Regions from separate parts of the Macaca mulatta genome. Here region 1 is linked to region 2. Evidence: chromatin contacts called from public Hi-C data. All regions are on one chromosome and are shown on one strand. The core of a region is the stretch at or near the end of the contact, and the rest is flanking DNA. Distances in the headings are between cores, read along the strand shown.

Evidence for each region. A called contact is a pair of places that touch in the nucleus more often than the background predicts.
Region 1: a contact with region 2 is called in a Hi-C map of fetal cortex germinal zone, with 2.0 times the contacts expected there. The contact joins the promoter of RAPGEF6 here to the promoter of LYRM7 in region 2. A contact is called at or near these places in 2 of 14 Hi-C or Micro-C datasets (fetal cortex germinal zone and fetal cortical plate).

The regions. Positions count from the first base shown.
Region 1 is chr6:140,546,232-140,552,054 of T2T-MMU8v2.0, reverse strand. RAPGEF6 (Rap guanine nucleotide exchange factor 6) reads left to right here and starts at 1,287. Exons shown (of 27, transcript XM_078005143.1): 1 at 1,287-1,548. It overlaps LOC144341527 (a long non-coding RNA gene), which reads left to right. Exons shown (of 2, transcript XR_013418510.1): 2 at 1-202.
Region 2 is chr6:140,094,248-140,099,678 of T2T-MMU8v2.0, reverse strand. LYRM7 (LYR motif containing 7) reads right to left here and starts at 1,437. Exons shown (of 6, transcript XM_078005140.1): 1 at 1,348-1,437. The coding sequence starts at 1,365. LOC114678900 (a long non-coding RNA gene) reads left to right here. Exons shown (of 4, transcript XR_013418507.1): 3 at 663-790; 4 at 998-1,132.

The DNA of each region.
Region 1 (5,823 bases), core at 38-2,537, 450 kb before region 2:
CGATTACTTTATTTCTACAATGGCTATGCCACACTTCCCTGGTAAGGTTTTTGCTCTATACCTGAAAAAGAGAAATGCTAATAGTATGTTGTAAACTCCCAGTTTGGGCAAGCCCCAGGACCAACAGAAAACAGCCCTTAAGTCATTGCGGGTCCCAGAAACGGTGTTGAACTCTCATTGCTTTCAAATATACTTTTAACTCTTATTATGTCATTAAAATTACTGTGAATCGGTCATTAGTTGGAAAGCATGTCATAATCATAAATCACCTTGTTTAGTGAACTATGCTAACTGCTGTGAGAAATACCAAGGTGTACCTAGATGTGGTTACAGCCATCAAGGAGCTTAAAATTCAGTGGAAAGGTGGTGTCGCCAAAGTTAGTTACCTACGAACTTACGAGAAAGGGTAAGGAGTATCCCAGAACGGTGGATTCTGAAATTGTCAGTGAGCTTATTGTTGAAACAGCCTCAGCAGCTCTCTGGCTGCTCCTAAGAGAGTTCTGTTTTTCTTACCAAGGGACCAGTGAAACAAAATTGGTTTTATTCGGTCTGTTGGGAAGCAGACTAGAATGTAAAAAGTATTGCAAAAGTTGCCACTCGAGTCCCAACACTAAACCCAGTTGCCTGAGGGAGGGTTGCCCCGGGCATTTAGTTACATGAACGCAGTCTAAATCCAGTTTTTTGACTCAAAGGTAATCGTGAGCTGGCCGCGGCACCGGCTGCCCATCCTGGCCATGAAAGTTTGCTTTCTCTGCCCTGGTCTCATGACGTCCGTTTCGAATAGATCAAGCACTTCTCTGTGGGCAGCTTTCACAAGAGATTTCGTTTTATTTAAAGAGAGATGGGGTGTGCGTGGACTTCCTTCTTTGCCGAATGGCGGCTTCTACTTCTGCATATTCAAAGTCGGCAGTAGAAGTTGCAGAGGGGAGCGCAAACCCGGACTTGGCCACGCCCTGGGCTTCCGGATTTGGGCACAACAGTTCTCTCCACTCAGAACGCCTCCCCACGGTTCTGCCCCAAACTGCTATTTTTGCTTAGGCCCTCAGCGCGTTTCCGGTCTCTCCAGCGGATGGAGAAGCCGGAACCTCAACGCCAAGGCCGATCCCGTGACGGATTTAGGTGAGGTCTCGCGAGGTGTCTTTAAATCTCACGACGACAGCAGGAAACCACTTACCCGCACCGCCCCAATTCTAACGTCACAGTGGAGTCACTCCCTTGGGCGTTCCTTAGCGTGCGCGTGCGTGCTGCGCATGCGCACTTACTCTCCCCCGCCCCCGCCAGGGCTTGTCTCCGGCCAGTCGCGCGTGGGTAGAGGCCCTAGGCGGGCGTTGCGAAGGGTTGTTTGCTTGAGTTTGGACCTTGTTACGGCGCGAAGTTCCCTCCTTGGGGCGGGGGAAAGGTACCGCACCCGCTACCTAGGGTGAATGAACTGTGGCGTGGGCTGCTAAGGGTAGGCTGCAGAGTACCCAGGCCGTGGCCATGAACTCACCCGTGGATCCTGGCGCTAGGCAGGCGTTGAGGAAGAAGCCGCCCGAGCGGACTCCAGAGGTGAGGCTGGTCGACCCTTATGTGCGTCCCACAGTCCAGTAGACAGCATCCCCCTGTCTGTCCGAAACCCGCGGCGACTGCCCTCTTGCCAGAGTCTCGCACCTGCTACTGGGAATCTGTTCTCTTGAGTCTCTGCCCTGACCCGGCCCTTGTCGCCAGCAGGGTGCCAACCGCCCTTCCTGCCCGTGATGCGGGTCTTAACCCGCGTACCCATCCCTTGCCGGGAACTTCTGAGTGTCGTTAAGAAAGCACCATTACTAAGTCGTATTTTCTGAGTTGAGTAATAACGAGTTTCGGAGTTAGATGCCCATTCGTTTAAGTAGACTATGAAAAACGAGATGAAAATTGTAAGGGAAGTATCTCAGCCATGTAATTTAGAAATAGTTTTTCTTTAAAGGTCCCTGAAATATTGTACGGTTGCCTAAAAAAAGAGAAAGTTTTCAAAATTAGTTTAAAGGTTTGCATCCAGTCAAATGGTAAATTCTGTAGTAGATGATGCATGTTTAAAGAACACCGCTGTAGGTACTTTTTCAGACTGTCACTGGGAAATTTTACAGTATTTTGTGCTTGGATCCAAAATTTGCTGTGTCGAGTTAACAGTTATGGTGTCAGCTCAGAAGATTTTCATTCGACCTGAAGGCTTGTTTTCTGGCATGTAACTAAAACCTGTTAGCTTTGCTTATCCCGGTAGAATGCTAAGGTTTTGGGGAAGGTTTTCCTTGATTTGGAGAAGTTTCTATGACAAGTGGGACATATTTTCTAAACAAAACACTAACAACAATGTGAGTGGATTGTTGGATTGTCTTGTTTAAAGTTGCAGTAAATGAAATGCTTTGGTTAATTCTTCCTAAGTCACTGTGGAGTTTTTCAGATATATAGTGTTTTGCATACTGAGTCTTAGTAACGTTGGGCTGACCTTTTGGGTCGTGACAATTATTCAGGCCATAACGGATGCCATGATAGGTCAAATTATGTTATTGAAGATCCTGATGTTTACATAGGAATAGCACAAATTCTACCACTTTCCAGAGTTCTCTTTTTGAGATATACATTTACAATTCGATGAGTTTTTGTTTCCTTATGCTGATTCTTGAAGTCAATGTGAGCTAATTGAAAGTATGAATTTGAGTAGGCAAGTTCTCTTACAGCTTTTATAGCCTTGGAAAGTATTATACAAGGCTTACGATGTGTAATGTAGGTTTTAATTTAATTTAATTTTTTATTTTTTATTTGAGACAGTCTCACGCTGTCACCCAGGCTGGCATGTAGTGGCGCGATCTTGGCTCACTACAACCTTTGCCTCCCTGGTTCCAGCGATTCTTCTGCCTCAGACTCCGGAATAGCTGGCATTACAGGCAGGCGCCACCACGCCTGGCTAATTTTTTGTATTTTTAGTAGAGACGGGGTTGCACTATGTTGCCCATGCTGGTCTCGAACTCCGATCTCAAGTTATCTGCCCGCGTTGGCCTCCCAAAGTGCTGAGATTACAAGTGTGAGCCACAGTTGCCCGGCTGCTTTTAATTTTAAACATTACTTGTGGTACTAAATTCACATTTTAATGGAAAAATCCTACTGCTCTTTAACAGCAGAATTATTTATTTTGAAATTGCCTATTTTATTTTATTTTTTTTGAGATGGAGTCTCCCTCTGTAGCCCAGGCTGTCTCAGCTCACTGCAACCTCCGCCTCCCGGGTCCCGGTTCAAGCAATTCTCCTGCCTCACCCTCCCTAGTAGCTGGGATTACGGGCACACGCCCCTATGCCTAGCTAATTTTTGTTTTTTTAGTAGAGACGGGATTTCACCATGTTGGCCAGGCTTGTCTTGAACTCCTGACATCATGATCCTCCCGCCTTGGCCTCCCAAAGTGCTGGGATTATAGGCGTGTGCCCTGCGCCTGGCTGAAATTGCCTATTTTTGAACCTTAGGAAATTTTCTAAACTGTTCATAAAGTTATGTTGGCCACTGTGTGCTGTGTTAAGTACTTTATTTTGTTTAACTGGAACAGCAGCATTGTTCAAGGGAATGCTAAACAGCTGCCCACAGTACGCAGAATGTAGCCCTGACATCTAGCAGCATAAGAGGTTAACTGATGCATTGGTAGTGCTTTTGAATGAGCGTAGAATTTGTTTGGGGTAAAGAAGTATGAAGAAGGAAATCTGAATCCTAGTGATTTGTTTGTGATAAATAATTTGACGAAATTCTCGCAAGTTCATTTCTGTTTTCAGAAGGTCCTTACTTTTACTGGACTCCCAAGGGTCTATTATAAATATATTAGCTCAATAGTTGCTTATTGGGAGTCTAGCAGCTGAAGGCACTAGTCTCTGCACTCGGTTGTATCCATAAACAAAGTCTTACTGCCCTAGTAAGACTTACATTCTGATAGCATGAAGAGGGGGGAAGGCAGATAATGAATATACTAAAAGGTAAGTTACATAATATGTAGCTTTTAATTGCTATTAAAAAAGAGCAGAGTAAGAGGGATTGAAAGCAAGGGGCAAGGGCTGGGTTGCAGTTTAAATAAGGTGGTTCATTCGTCTGGGTTGAGAAGATGATTTTTGATCAAAGACTTGATGCATGTGATGGCATTAACTATAGGGGTATATGAAGAAAGTGCTTTCCCAGCAAAAGGAGCAATCGTTGCAAAGGCCCTATGTTGAGAGCATGTCTTGATGCATTCCAGGAATAGCAAGCAGCTTTGTGTGACTGGAGAAGGGTGAACAGGTGTGAGAGTAGTAAGAGATGAAGGAGTGGAAATAATGATGCATAGCATAGGGCACATCATATAGAACTTTCTAAATCATTGCAAATTATTTGACTTTTCAGTGAGGGGGAGCACTGAAAGATTTTGAAGCAGAGGAGTGATATTGACCTACTTAACCTTTTTTCTTTTATTTTCTTTTTATTTTGAGACAGAGTCTTGCTCTGTCGCCTAGGCTGGAGTGCAGTGGTGCAATCTCGGCTGACTGCAACCTCCGCCACCCGAGTTCAAGCGATTCTCCTGCCTCAGCCTCCTGAGTAGTGTGTGCCACCTCGCCCAGCTAATTTTTTGTATTTTTCGTAGAGATGGGGTTTCACCATGTTAGCCAGGATGGTCTCAATCTCTTGACCTCATAATCCACCTGCCTTGGCCTCCAACGTGCTGGGATTACAGGCGTGAGCCACCGCACCTGGCCCTGCTTAACCTTTTTTTTTACTTTTTTTTTTTTTTTTTTTTTTTTTTTGAGACAGAGTCTCGCTCTGTCGCCCAGGCTGGAGTGCAGTGGCACGATCTTGACTCACTGCGACCTCCGCCTCCTGGGTTCAAGCTATTTTCCTGCCTCAGCCTCCCAAGTGGCTGGGACTGCAGGTGTGCACCACCACACCCAGCTAATTTTTGTATTTTTAGTAGAGTCGGGGTTGCACCATGTTGGCCAGGATGGCCTCAATCTCTTGACCTCATGATCTGCCCACCTCGGCCTCCCAAAGTGGTGGGATTACAGGCGTGAGCCACCGCACCTGGCCTACCTTTTGTTTTTAAAGAGGGTCTCACTATATTGCCCAGTCTGGTCACTAATTCCTGGGCTCAACAGATTCTCCTCCTTCAGTCTCCCAAGTAGCTGGAACTACAGGCATGTGCCTGACTCCCCTATTGGGTAGTCTCCTGGCTGCTGTGTTGAGAATAGATTGTAGGTGTTTAGGGGCAAAAACAGGAAGTTAAAGGCTATTATTGCATTAAATCAGGTAAGAGATGATGGTAACTCTGACTAAAGTGATAGTGATAGTAATGGAAGTGGTGAGAAGTGGTTAAGTTTTAGAAATATTTTGCAGGGTTAGCCAACAGGATTTGCTAATAGATCAGATGTGGACCTTGAGGAAAAGAGAAGAATCAAGCATGACTTCAAGGTTTTTGGCCTAAATAACTGGAGTGTTGGAGTTACAGTCAGAGAGGTTTGAGCCGCCATCAGCGAGATGGGGAAAGCTGCAGGAGAAGTAGGTTTTAGGGGCAAGATCAGAAATTCAGTTTTGAACATGTCAAGTTTGAAATGTCTGTTAGAAATGAGTAAGAAGTTGCATATACAGATTTGTATTACTAAGAAGGCTGGGCTGGAGATAAAAATTTTATAGTCATCAGTTTATAGATGTTGAAAGTCATGAGACTGGGTAAAATTAGCAAGTAGTGAGTGTACATAGAGAATAGAAGAGGACTAAGGACAGTGAATGCCATAGGACATGAGATCAATATAAGGTCGGGGAGAAGAGTAGAAATCAGCAAAGGAGAATGGGTGGAAGCAAACA
Region 2 (5,431 bases), core at 188-2,687:
TTTTTTGAGGTGAAGTCTTGCTCTGTCACCCAGGCTAGAGTGTAGTGGCACAGTCTCGGCTCACTGCAACTTCCACCTCCCAGGTTCAAGAAATTCTTGTGCCTCAGCCTCCCGAGTAGCGGGATTACAGGCACCCGCCACTATGCCCAGCTAATTTTTGTATCTTTGGTAGAGATGGGGTTTCACCATGTTGCCGAGGCTGGTCTCAAATTCTTGACCTCATGTAATCCTCCCGCCTCGGCCTTCCAAAGTGCTGGGATTACAGGTGTGAGCCACTGCACCCAGCCCCTTGAGAGATCTTATGTGAAATCCTAGTTATATGCTCACAAAACACTGTAGTTTCAAATCACAGCATATATTACAACTGTAATTAAATAACTGTTTAAGGTCTCCCCACCTGCTAGATTTCTTTATGAAGGCAAGGATGTTCAGCTTATTGCTGCATCCACTATGCTTAGATAATATAGCCTGCTGGTTGTTGGCTATAATAATAGCTATTATGGATATTCAAAGAAATTTTTGAATGAATAACCCTGAGCAATTCTGTTTCTATTGGTCCTGTGACATTATGTACAAAAGTACACGAGGGCTGCTTGGTGGTTCCCTAAACTGCTTAACTTCACCATATTATAACAGGCCATTTCCCCATGTTTATGTTTCAGGCAGTGACAACTATAGATCCCAATTGGCCATGCTGATGTTAAACGTTAAAGGATGGCTGCCAATGAGAATTGTGCGCTGGGCAGGAACGTGCATCATGCTTGGGTGTGAGAAATGAATCTGAGACCAGGTAGGTACTCAGAGAGATGATCGGAGCACAGCCACCACATCCCAAGCTCATTCAGTGAGCTCAGGTCTCACCAGGCCCTGCTCTGTATTGCTATGTTACTTTTGACAAGTAATTTTGTTGGGGTTCGGTTTCCTTGGCTGCTAGACTTTTGTGCACCTTCTGTTTATCCGAATAAACTTTTCACCTCATTGAACTGCTGTTGCTCAGGTCAGCCTCTGGCGTCTCCTATACTTCCCAGGGATGTGAAATGGGTCCCTCAGACAAACACTCGGTCTGAAGATGAAAAGAGGGCGGAACTCAAGTCGCGGATTTGTATCATGGATAAACACTGCGTACCAAGTTAGTACCAAGAAGTAGGAACCACACTGGTGCCTCCCGCTCTCCTCCGCACCTGCACAAACCCTCGGAGTTGGTCATCTGGCTTCTCTGGGGTAACAGCCACATCCTCCGAAAAGGGTCCGGAGCCCCAGCCTCCAGAGACTCCAGAGAGTTTTCTCAAGGCCGCGAACACACCCTCCCCGACGGCACCGTACCCACCCCTTCCCGGGCCCTGTCACCTTGGCTGCCTGTGCCATGGCTCTCCTCACCGCGGCCGCTACCTCCGGAGCAGTAGACTAGCCCCGCCTCTCAGCAACCAATCAAAGACTGAACTGTCCAACTCCCTGTAGCCCCGTTACTAACGCGCCACAACCAATCACCAGACAGCATCTCCCTTTTAGCCCCGCCCTCCTACAAAGGACGGAGAAGGCGTTTGCTAAACGGGCGTTTCCCAAAGCCATTTGCTAAACGGATGGGCACTGGTAAAATCGCGAGGAGTCCCAGAGCCCAATTACTGGCCAGAAGAGAACGGAAATCACCTGGACGCCATTTTGGTTAGGGGCACAGTTACTTCCGGCGCAGGGATCCTCTGCTAGGCTGACTGGGTTTGTATTTAGTGGATGGCATCGGCACCCGTGTTTTGTTACCTCCTGTTTACGGTATAGGATCGTCTGTAAAATAACTTTATTTTAACGTTTCCCAGTTGCGACTATCTCTTTGGAAATGTGCAGAAATAAAAGCCAAGTCCTAACAACTGACTCCTAAAAATTTTATGCGTATATTCTCTCATTTATTTCCTCAGAAGTTTAGGTTAAAGTACTCGCTGAAGTTCGCACAGCTAGTAAATGGAGATCTGGGATGCAAATCCGCTATGCCTGACCGTAAAGCCTAATCTTACCCTTTATATTTTGCCTATTCAACTCTCTTTATTCCTTGGTTTTGCTGATAAAGAGGTAAGAAATGGGTAATCAGCAGCATCATAATCAGAAACAATCATAAGGTATTTATTTAAGTGCGTTTTAACCTATGACCTCGCAAGCATCAAGAAAAAAACTCGGCCGGGGTGGTGGCTTAAGCCTGTAATCCCAGCACTTTGGGAGGCCGAGACGGGTGGATCACGAGGTCAGGAGATCGAGACCATCTTGGCTAACACGGTGAAACCCCGTCTCTACTAAAAAATACAAAAAACTAGCCGGGCGAGGTGGCAGGCGCCTGTAGTCGCAGCTACTCGGGAGGCTGAGGCAGGAGAATGGCGTGAACCCAGGAGGCGGAGCTTGCAGTGAGCTGAGATCCGGCCACTGCACTTCAGCCTGGGCGACAGAGGGAGACTCCGTCTCAAAAAAATAAAAATAAAAATAAAATAAGGAAAAAACTCTATATATAGTCACATTACTAACACACCACAACCTTTTCCTGTTGTTCCTCTTGCATAATTGTTCTTCCCTACCCCTATAGCCTTTCAGGTTAACTTTTAGGTAAAATTGACTTCTTATTAAAAATGAAAGATCTGGACCAATGGATTTCCGAAGCCCTTTTCCTTCTCTGTGATCTATGTTATTTTAAGGAATTATTGCAAGCCATTCTGAGAAAAACAAGATAATCGATTTTTTTAAATTAAGGTGCATTCGATTTGCAGAACATTTAACATAATGAAGCGATTAAGCCAAGTATACTGGATATTGTCTTTTATCTAGGAAACAATAAACTAGATGATCTTGTACCTTGCATTGTGCTTTCTGAATGCTGACAGTGATTTAAAAGGTGCCCCATCCCCTCTCCCCCATTTTCAGTGTAGACTCATAGTGCAGCTTCCTGAAAATTCATAACTTATTGTGGTGATTTCTTGCTAGCTAGTGTCCTGCATTCAGTTAACCAAAGTCCCTCATCTGCTGATATTTTAAAACAGTTCTATAATGACAGAATCAGTTCAGTTCTGTGGCTCCTCTTTTCTTAAATCAATCTGCATGACTCCTTTAACTGTTCCACATATGAGGTGGGCTCTTCACTATTCTAGTTGTTCTGGGAACTTGGCCTGGTTTGTCTTGTCACCCTAAAATAATCAAGGATCCAGTTAAAAGGGTTTATTCAACTGTAAAGTCTGAGGGCAGTCATATGGGAATATGTAGACACCAAAGAATGGTGATGAGTGCTTTCAGTGTAAAGAAAAGTGAAGATCGTTTATATAAGACAAAATGGAGATACCGAACAGAATTACAACATTTCAAACAATGGATAACATCTAGATTTACGATCTGATTGGCTACTATTGATTACACTCTAAGGTGGTTGTTTAATATTCTATGGTAAAAAAAAAAGTAACAAAAGGGTCTACAGCTCCAATATTATGTAGTCTAGGTTTGAAATGAAGAATAGGGAGTCTGATTAATGTATAACATCTCAACACAAAGGTCGGGAAGCAACAATAGTCATGCACCAGAGAAGAAAAACAGCTGTATTACATGACTCAGTTTTCAGGGCTTAACTTTGCCCCCTTGGCTTAATAAATTTGGTTCTGAAATTTCATTTTCTTTTTAAAGTTTGTATCTCAAAGTATAAGTTGCATAACTGAACAGGAAATTCCAGCATGTTCATCATGTAAGTTCACAGAGCTATGTAGTAGGCAGAATAATGGCCTCCAGAAGATGTCTGTGTTCAGATTTCAGGAATCTCTGACTATGTTATATATGACAAGAGGCTTTGGTTTTTTTTTTTTTTTTTTTTTTGAGACGGAGTCTCGCTCTGTCGCCCAGGCTGGAGTGCAGTGGCTGGACTCAGCTCACTGCAAGCTCCACCTCCCGGGTTTATGCCATTCTCCTGCCTCAGCCTCCCGAGTAGCTGGGACTACAGGCTACCGCCACATCGCCTGGCTAGTTTTTTGTGTTTTTTTAGTAGAGACGGGGTTTCACCATGTTAACCAGGATGGTCTCCGCCTCCCAAAGTGCTGGGATTGCAGGCTTGAGCCACCGCGCCCGGCCAACAAGAGGCGTTGAAGATGTCATTAAATTATTTTGAGATGGGAAGATTATCCTGGATTGTCTGGTGGACTCAGTGTAATCACAAGGATCCTTATAAGTGAAAGAAGGAAGCAGAGTTAGGGAGAAGTTTGAAGATGTTCTGCTGCTGGCTTGGAAGATGGAGGAAGGGGCCGCAAACCAAGCAAGCCTCCTCTAGAAATTGGAAAAGGTGAGGGAATGATTTCTTCCCTAGAGCATCCAGAAGGAATGCACACTTGCCAACACTTGATTTTAGCTCAGTGAAACTCAGTTTGAACTTCTGACCTACAAAATGCTACCTGTTTTTTGGCTCCTTCCATTTTCTTTTTCTTTTCTTTTTCCTTTTTTCTTGTTTTTTTTTTTTTCTTTTTGAGAAGGCATCTCCTACTGTTGCCCAGGCTGGAGTGTAGTGGCGCGATCTCGGCTCACTGCAAGATCCGCCTCCCGGATTCACGCCATTTTCCTGCCTCAGCTTCCCCGAGTACCTGGGACCATAGGCGCACGCCACCACGCCCGGCGAATTTTTTGTATTTTTAGTAAAGGTGGGGTTTCACCGTGTTAGCCAGGATGGTCTCAATCTCCTGACCTCGTGATCCGCCCGCCTTGGCCTCCCAAAGTGCGGGGATTACAGGCGTGAGCCATCATGCCCGGCCCAACTCTTTCCATTTTCAAAGCCAATAATGGAGCTTGTTTTTTTTTTTTTTTTTTTTTTTTTTTTTTTGAAACAGAGTCTTGCCCTGTTGACCAGGCTGCAATGGCGCTATCTCGGGTCACTGCAACCTCCGCCTCCCGGGTTCAAACGATTCTCCTGCCTCAGCCTCCCTAGTAGCTGGGATTACAGGCAGCTGCCACCACGCCCAGCCATTTTTGGTACTTTTAGTAGAGACAGGGTTTCACCATGTTGGCCAGGCTGGTCTCAAACGCCTTACCTCATGATCGCCCACCTCAGCCTCCCCAAGTGCCGGGATTACAGTCGTAAGCCACCACACCCGGCCGAGCATTTTCAAATCTCAGATTCTCACCTGTGCCTCTGTGGTCACATCTTCTCTTACTCTCACTCTTCTGTGTCTCTCACTTACAAGGGCCGTTGTGATGACTTTGGGTTCACCTAGATAATGCAGGAACCTCCCTATTCCAAGATCCTTAACTTAATCACATCTACAAAATCCCACTTACCATGTAAAGTAACATTCACAGGCTCCAGGGATTAGGACATGGGCATCTTCTGCCTAGCACACTGAGTTTGTGTGATGCCAGTCAATAAGGTTGAAATGGAAAGAAATGAGGTAGAAGCAGCAGCAATGGGCCTGATCACACAGAACCCTATAAG